Regions from separate parts of the Triticum aestivum genome. Here region 2 is linked to region 1. The links are chromatin contacts, called in public Hi-C maps. All regions are on one chromosome and are shown on one strand. The core of a region is the stretch at or near the end of the contact, and the rest is flanking DNA. Distances in the headings are between cores, read along the strand shown.

Region 1 (3,923 bases), core at 130-2,629:
TATCCTAAAGTGATGCATTCTGCAGCAATAGGGGAACGCTGCTTGAAATCAATTCTGTGATATTTACATCATTTCCTGTGCATAGCTACATAATGCGCAACCTCTAAAAAGATATGAAGCATTCATGACTGCTGTGGAAAGCTATAAAACCGATGGAGCGTGGTATTACATATTTACATTCATATTAAACAAGTTATGGTGCTTAAGAGTTAAGACATTGACCTGATTTAGTTAATCAAATTGATAGCATGACAACGGAAAAATCATGAATATGCGAAAATGCATCGCTAGATGGACAGAATCACAACATCAAGATTCCAAAAGTATAGTTGGTACCAAGCAGGTGTACAAGCAATGCAGAACAAAATAGGCTAGCATCAATGAACTGATAAGTGATAACCGATGTAGGTAGCTTTCAAAGGAAGTGCAATGGCATTCCAGAGTGCACGTGGGGACTTCAATCTATTCAACAAACTACATAGAACTAAACCAGTCGAGAAAGGAGTTTCGGGACTCTAAGGTGCGCATATCAATTAATTCAGGACGAGCATGCTTGAGATCTTTGCAGGAAAGTTCTAACACTACCTCCAGCATCTACTTTCTTCATTAATCGGCAGTTCCGCACTGAAACTGAGACCACAACGTCCACCCATTTCATTCCGGTGCACCAAATTATTAAGTTACGCATTATCTGAATCGGCAGTTCGGCACTGAATCTTACCGTCTGCATAACGCTCGCTGATGAAGAGGGGGAAATCGAGCCACGTCTCAGGCCGCGTCGAGATGTGCTTCACGAAGACCAGCACCTCCTCGGTCCCGCCGGCGACGGGCTCCCCTTCGTCGGGCTCCTCCTCCCCGAACGGCAGGAGCGAGGACGCGATCTTGGAGATCTCTGCCACGGCCAGGTTGCTCTGCAGCATGGAGATGCCGCTCCTCACCCTGCCCCCGATCTCCGCCAGATCGCTCCGGATCCCCGCGATCCCGTCCCCGTCCACGTCCACATCGCCCCCCTCTCCGTCGTCCGCCTCCGCGGGCGCGGCGCGCGGGGACGAGGACTCCGGCTCCGGCGGGGGCGGCGGTGGGGCGAGGAAGGACGCCACGCCCCACAGGCGGCGGGTGAGGGTCTCGGTGAGCTCGGAGATGTCGTCCTTGACGCCGCGGCTCGGGGTGATGGGCTCCTCGGGCTCCTCGTCCTCGGGATCGCGCGGCGAGGACCCCTCCGCGGCCGGCCTGCCGGCGGAGGAGGCCTCGGATTCGGAGGCGTCGGAGTCGGGGTCGGGCTCGCCGGAGAGCGTGGCCGCGATGGAGCGCGTGAGCCACGACATGCTGTGGTGCGGTGCGCGCGTGGGAAGAGGGTGGGGGGAGGAGGATCGATGCTGAGCTCTGGGAGTGGGTAGATTCTGGAGTTGTAGATCAGTGTGTGTTTGGGGCCGTCCGATCAGCAAGCGACGGGGATGATCACGTCTGTGTATTCAGTGGTAGACTCTGGCATCAACAACCCTGGCGAGGCTCCGTCTGAAGCTTGGAATTTTTCGGAATGATTATTTTGCGGGTGAACATTGAATATCATAACTTGTCATACAGGTTGGTAGTAGTGTCGTTATATATGCATAGAGGTTCTGAAACTTAATTAAGTGAGATGTAAAAGTAATACTATTTGATAACTAAAATTGCCATTCTCGCACCACTAAACTTGTCATAAAAACGTTTAAAATTATTATATGTTCGTGCCACACGTGTCGCACTTATCAAGGTCCTTTACATAAGAACAATATGAATCTTGTCAGACTTAACTATGAGATTATTACCCTTATCCTTAAGACTAAAGGTGTCAAACAAATTCAAAAATTTAGGTCTATTTGTTTGCTAAATGTTAGATTTAAAATCTTCATTAAGACTCTTATGAATAGACTTAGTGAGGTCGTACAATTTTTGAGGTATCATGTTTAAACTGTCTTTATTAAAGATAGATATATCATGGAGGGGGTGTTGATTTTACATGAGGCCTTGAATACAATTCATACTAAAAAAACAGAGTGATGCTTTTCAAAGTGGACTTTGAAAATCTCGGCAAAAAGGTGGACTTCGAAAAGACATATGACAAAATCAAATGGCCCTTTGTCCATACTCCCTCCGTCTTGCAATACATGACATATAATTTGAATGCAAATGTCTCATAATAGATGGTGCAATGGATCAAAGCGCTACCTTTGTCATTTGCCTTGGTCCACGGGCTTTTTTTCTCACGCCATGTGTAAGTGCATCTAGTGCCACCCCTAGTTGGTTTTGGAGTATTGACGACAAACCTAGTTGAGGGACTAATGTGTTTGTGTGAATTGCAGGATAACACAGGTAAAAGTCCCTCATTGATTCGGTTTTCCTACCAGAGATGACCCCTAAAAATATATGAAGACATTGAAGTCAAAGGTGGTATATGAAGATATTCACATTGAAGACTATGACAAGAGAAGACACCACATGAAGCCTATGGAGCTCGAAGACTTAGATCTTTCGTATTTATTTTTCTTTTGTGTTGAGTCATAGGAACCACCGTACTGTTAAGTGGGGTTGTAGGATCGAAAGTATGTCTAGAGGGGGGGTGATTAGACTACTTGACCAAATAAAAACTTAACCTTTTCCCAATTTTAGTTCTTGGCAGATTTTAGCTATTGTAGGACAAGTCAAGCAATCATCACACAATTCAAGCAAGCATGCAAAGAGTATATTGGCAGCGGAAAGTAAAGCATGCAACTTGCAAGAATGTAAAGGGAAGAGTTTGGAGAATTCAAACGCAATTGGAGACACGGATGTTTTTCCCGTGGTTCGGATAGGTGGTGCTATCCTACATCCACGTTGATGGAGACTTTAACCCACGAAGGGTAACGGTTGCGCGAGTCCACGGAGGGCTCCACCCACAAAGGGTAACGGTTGCGCGAGTCCACGGAGGGCTCCACCCACGAAGGGTCCACGAAGAAGCAACCACCCACGAAGGGTCCACGAAGAAGCAACCTTGTCTATCCCACCATGGCCATCGCCCACGAAGGACTTGCCTCACTAGCGGTAGATCTTCACGATCTTGTCGGAGGCTCCCAAGTGACACCTAGTCAATCTAGGAGACACCACTCTCCAAGAAGTAACAAATGGTGTGTAGGTAATGAACTCCTTGCTCTTGTGCTTCAAATGATAGTCTCCCCAACACTCAACTCTCTCTCATAGGATTTGGATCTGGTGGAAAGAAGATTTGAGTGGAAAGCAACTTGGGGAAGGCTAGAGATCAAGATTCATATGGCAGGAATGGAATATCTTGGTCTCAACACATGAGTAGGTGGTTCTCTCTCAGAACATATGAGTTGGAATTGTGTATGTGTTCTGATGGCTCTCTCCACGAATGAAGAGGAGGTGGAGGGGTATATATAGCCTCCACACAAAATCCAACCGTTACACACAGTTTTCCAATCTCGGTGGGACCGAATCAAAAAACTCGGTCGGACCGAAAAGGTAAACCTAGTGACCGTTAGAGATTTTCGGTGGGACTGACATGCAACTCCGTAGGACCGATATGGTTAGGGTTTGGGCATAACGTAATCTCGGTGAGACCGATTACACAAACTCGGTGAGACCGATTTTGGTAATAAGCTAACCAGAGAGTTGGTCAGGCAAACTCGGTGGGACCGATTTGCTCTTTCGGTGAGACCGAAAAGTTACAAAAAGGAAACACTGAATTTACATTGCAATCTCGGTGGGACCGATTCGCTCTTTCGGTGAGACCGAAAAGTTACGAAAGGGAAATAGAGAGTTTGCAATCCCATCTCGGTGAGACCGAGATCCCTATCGGTAGAACCGAATTGCTAGGGTTTGGCAGTGGCTTATGACAAGTGAAACTCGGTGGCGCCGGATAGAAAGAATCGGTAGGACCGAGTTTG
Region 2 (3,558 bases), core at 820-3,319, 200 kb after region 1:
CAATTGCTCACCAACCTCACCAATTGTGAGTTTATCCCACATAGTGGAGTTTCTGTGAGTTTTTATAGTCTATAAATTCTTGGAAGTTCTCTTGTTGCTGCTATAATGTGGGTGTGTTCGGCTTCCTTCTTCATTTAAGGTGAATCCTTGCTTCCAGGTTGGCCTATGAAATGATGTATTTTCTGCTGGAAAATAAGTTGTTATGCAATTATAGTTAGGTTGCCAATTTTCCTTCATAATTGCATTTAAAGGTGGCTGTTATGCTCACTTTGCTCAAAGAAAGGTTGTCTAGCCATGCTACTTTGTGATTTAAGAAATAGGCTGACACCAAATCAGTAATCCCGGACTTCTGCTTTGTTGGCCGAAATTTACTAATTTTGTTTTTCTTGTTATCTTTAGCCATTCCAAAACATTTATCTGGTTATGTAGAATTACAGACCATAGAATTATAGCTGGCCATATTTTTGAATGCGTGAACCTCACATAGATATCATGCTAATGTAGTTTGACGGAAGTTGTAAAACCAATGGATAGGCATCGTCTTCTGCTAAGGTTCCTTTCACCCTTCTTTAGAACCCAACAAGCATTCATCAAAAAATTAAAGATCTTGGTTGGTGATTCGTTTCAATGGCCGGTATAGTAAGGCTGCATCAATTATCATCTTATTTTTCATTTCTTTTTGCCTGCCCTTGTTTCACAACCTAATACCGATTGATCAGGTACATTGCAATGAGTGCTTACTTATGTTTTGTCTCCTATTATTTTTTGATTCCAGTCTTCATACTTTCAGACACCTTTGATAATATAGGAAGAAGAAAGTATTCGCTCCAGACGAAGATGTCTAGCTTGCTTGTGTGCTATAACATTAATTAGTGCATCAGGCCCAACGTTTTCTATCATTGGAACCTTGATAATTTATCTCATTTGAACATAATCTAACCTCTCTGATTTTTGTCAGTACATGATTGTACACCTCCTATGCCCACTTAATTGTGTGTTCATTTTGTTAATCAAAAAGCATCTGATTTTATGGCTGGGTACGCTGAAAATATATAAAACATTTCTTCTTTTGGATAATTTGTTTCCCTTTGACCAATCTTTGTTACTTGCCTACACATCTGTGCATAGCGTAATGCTCCAGCATGACCGCTTCGTGTGCTGCCTCGAGTCGCGCGGCCACTACGCTCGCGCCGAGGCGGAGGCAGCTGCCACTCTCGACGCCCTCCGCTGCACGCTCTCGCCGGCGGCATTCGCAAAGCCTTGTCACCACGCTGCAAGTGTTGCCCCCTCCTCCCCAAGGGCATGGTGAAGAAAGGTGCCTGTGTGGTTCTTCTGCAGCTCGCAGCGAGGATTGTTGTGTCCAACCTGCTCAATAATGCCAAGAAGTCCTTGGAGACGTAAGTCACGACGCATGTTTCTGCCATGATTTCCTTCGGTTGGTTTTCATGGATTTAGGTGTTGAAAAATTATGGGATGTGGATGCAGGATTAAGGACATGTACCTGCACTACAACGAGAGATCTGGGCTGCTTCTTTGTGGCTTCCAAACTTGAAATTTTTGTTTGGAAGTTAGTTTAGTTTTTTGTTGTGGATTCACATCTTCTCACATGTACCATCCTCTTAGACCTTTAGATTTCCAAAAAAACTAAATGAAGATATGGTGGTATGGTCTCAATAGTACAACTTAAAGCCTTGCATGCTTTATATTTTCTTTGAAATTTGGTCTTGAAGAATCATGTATCTATGTTAGATCCGGTGAGAAAAGGCGGCTTCCAAGCAAAAAATGAGGGAGTGTTGGTCACATTTAGTTTTCGACTTGAGTGTCTAAATATTCTCACAATACTTGGCTCCCTCTTGACCTTTGCGCCATTGGCGCAACGAGTCATCTAGTAGTTAGAAAAGCAGCCTAGGTGCGGCTCTGCGCATGGAGAAGAGAATTCACCACATTTCGGATCGCCCGTATCACCAGTCTCGGGGTTGCAGGTCCTAGAACCATCTGCAAACTCAACGGCCGGCGCGTCTCCACGCGTCCCCCAATCCAGCCATCCGTCCGAACCCAGGTGCACCACACCTCTCACTCTCTCCCGGGCCCATCTTCGAACTTCTCCAGCCGCGAGCTCCCTCCGGCCGAGCTCGCCCAAACGAATGGCAGCCACATCCGTCGCCTCCGCCCCGCGCCCGCTGCGCGCGACGCCGCGCCCGCATCCCTGCGCGCCCTGCCGCCACCACCACGCCGCGCCGCCCCACGCCCTCCGCAGGCCGCGCCTCGCCGTCTCGGCCTCCTCAACCACCGACGAAGCCAGCAGCGCCTCCTCCTCGTCGTCGTCCCGGTTCTACTTCAACTTCACCGGCTTCCCCTTCCCGCTCGGCCCCTTCCTCAACCGCCGCACCACCCGCACCGAGGTACGTAAAAGACAATCGCCTCAGCCTGATCCTCTCTCGCCTCACTTCGCTTGCTCTCTGGAGTCTGAGCTCCTCTCCGAATGCAGGCGGTGAAGGGCAGCGTATGGCTGTTCGAGCAGGAGCAGGCGCTGGGCTTCAGCAGCGTCTCCACCAACACCCGCATGACCGTCGTCAAGCTCCGCTCCGGCGGGCTCTGGGTGCACGCCCCCATCGCCCCCACCAAGGAGTGCATCCAGGTACGCTTCAGTTTCTGCAAAGGAAGCAACAGTTCGCGCGACTCCTGTTCGACATTAATCCGGCGCCATGCCATGCGCAGCTGATCAAGGAGCTGGGCGCGCCGGTGGAGCACATCGTGCTGCCGACCTTCGCGTACGAGCACAAGGTCTTCCTCGGGCCCTTCTCCAGGAAGTTCCCCAGGGCGCAGGTGTGGGTGGCGCCGCGGCAGTGGAGCTGGCCCGTCAACCTGCCGCTCGAGTTCTTCGGGGTCTTCCGCTCCAAGCCCCTCGAGGACGAGGACGACGCCACGCCCTGGGCCGCCGAGATCGAGCAGAAGGTGCTCAGCTCGCCGGAAGTTGGTATTCCCACTTCCTCACCGCCCACTCTCATCTCTGAACACCGTCGTGAACGCATTGATGCATACTATACATGATAATTATGCCTCTGTAAATTGGGTGCGTTCAGGGATTGGGCCGTATGTGGAGGTGGCGTTCTACCATAAGCCTTCCAGGACATTGCTGGTCACGGATGCTGTCATCTTTGTCCCTCGGCAGCCGCCCGATTGCATCAGCAAAGAGTCCTTGTTGGCAGCTGCCAAGAACGGCTTGGCAGTTAAGATATTGAGCAAAGGGAGAGAGGTTCCTGATGATCCCGTTGAGGACAACAAGCTTACCCGGCAGACAGGTAAATACAGTTTGATGCCATTTCTGAACAAGAATTAGCTGGAAGCAGTGAGATCTGCACTTCATGTTAGAATTGAGGTAGTGTAGTAGTAACACCTTGGCAAGATTGTTTCCCGTCTAGGTATGCTCATCCAGAGAAGTGTTTTCACAAACTTGTCCATATTTGCTTTTTTCAGTTATTTTTTCCCACATTTTGGAAAGGGGCAACATTCAGCAGTCTAACGTTTTAACTGCAGTCTAATCGTGGAAATGCTTCC

The links. Hi-C and Micro-C count contacts between places; a contact is called where the count stands out from the background.
Region 2: a contact with region 1 is called in a Hi-C map of leaf, with 2.6 times the contacts expected there. The contact joins the promoter of LOC123062671 here to the promoter of LOC123062666 in region 1. A contact is called at or near these places in 2 of 5 Hi-C or Micro-C datasets (both in leaf).

The regions. Positions count from the first base shown.
Region 1 is chr1A:522,312,527-522,316,449 of IWGSC CS RefSeq v2.1, forward strand. It overlaps LOC123062666, which reads right to left and starts at 1,380. Exons shown (of 3, transcript XM_044486287.1): 1 at 722-1,380. The coding sequence starts at 1,325.
Region 2 is chr1A:522,515,942-522,519,499 of IWGSC CS RefSeq v2.1, forward strand. It overlaps LOC123062671, which reads left to right and starts at 2,070. Exons shown (of 6, transcript XM_044486300.1): 1 at 2,070-2,402; 2 at 2,489-2,638; 3 at 2,719-2,977; 4 at 3,084-3,302. The coding sequence starts at 2,145. It overlaps LOC123172736 (a long non-coding RNA gene), which reads left to right. Exons shown (of 2, transcript XR_006485705.1): 1 at 1-1,397; 2 at 1,486-1,674.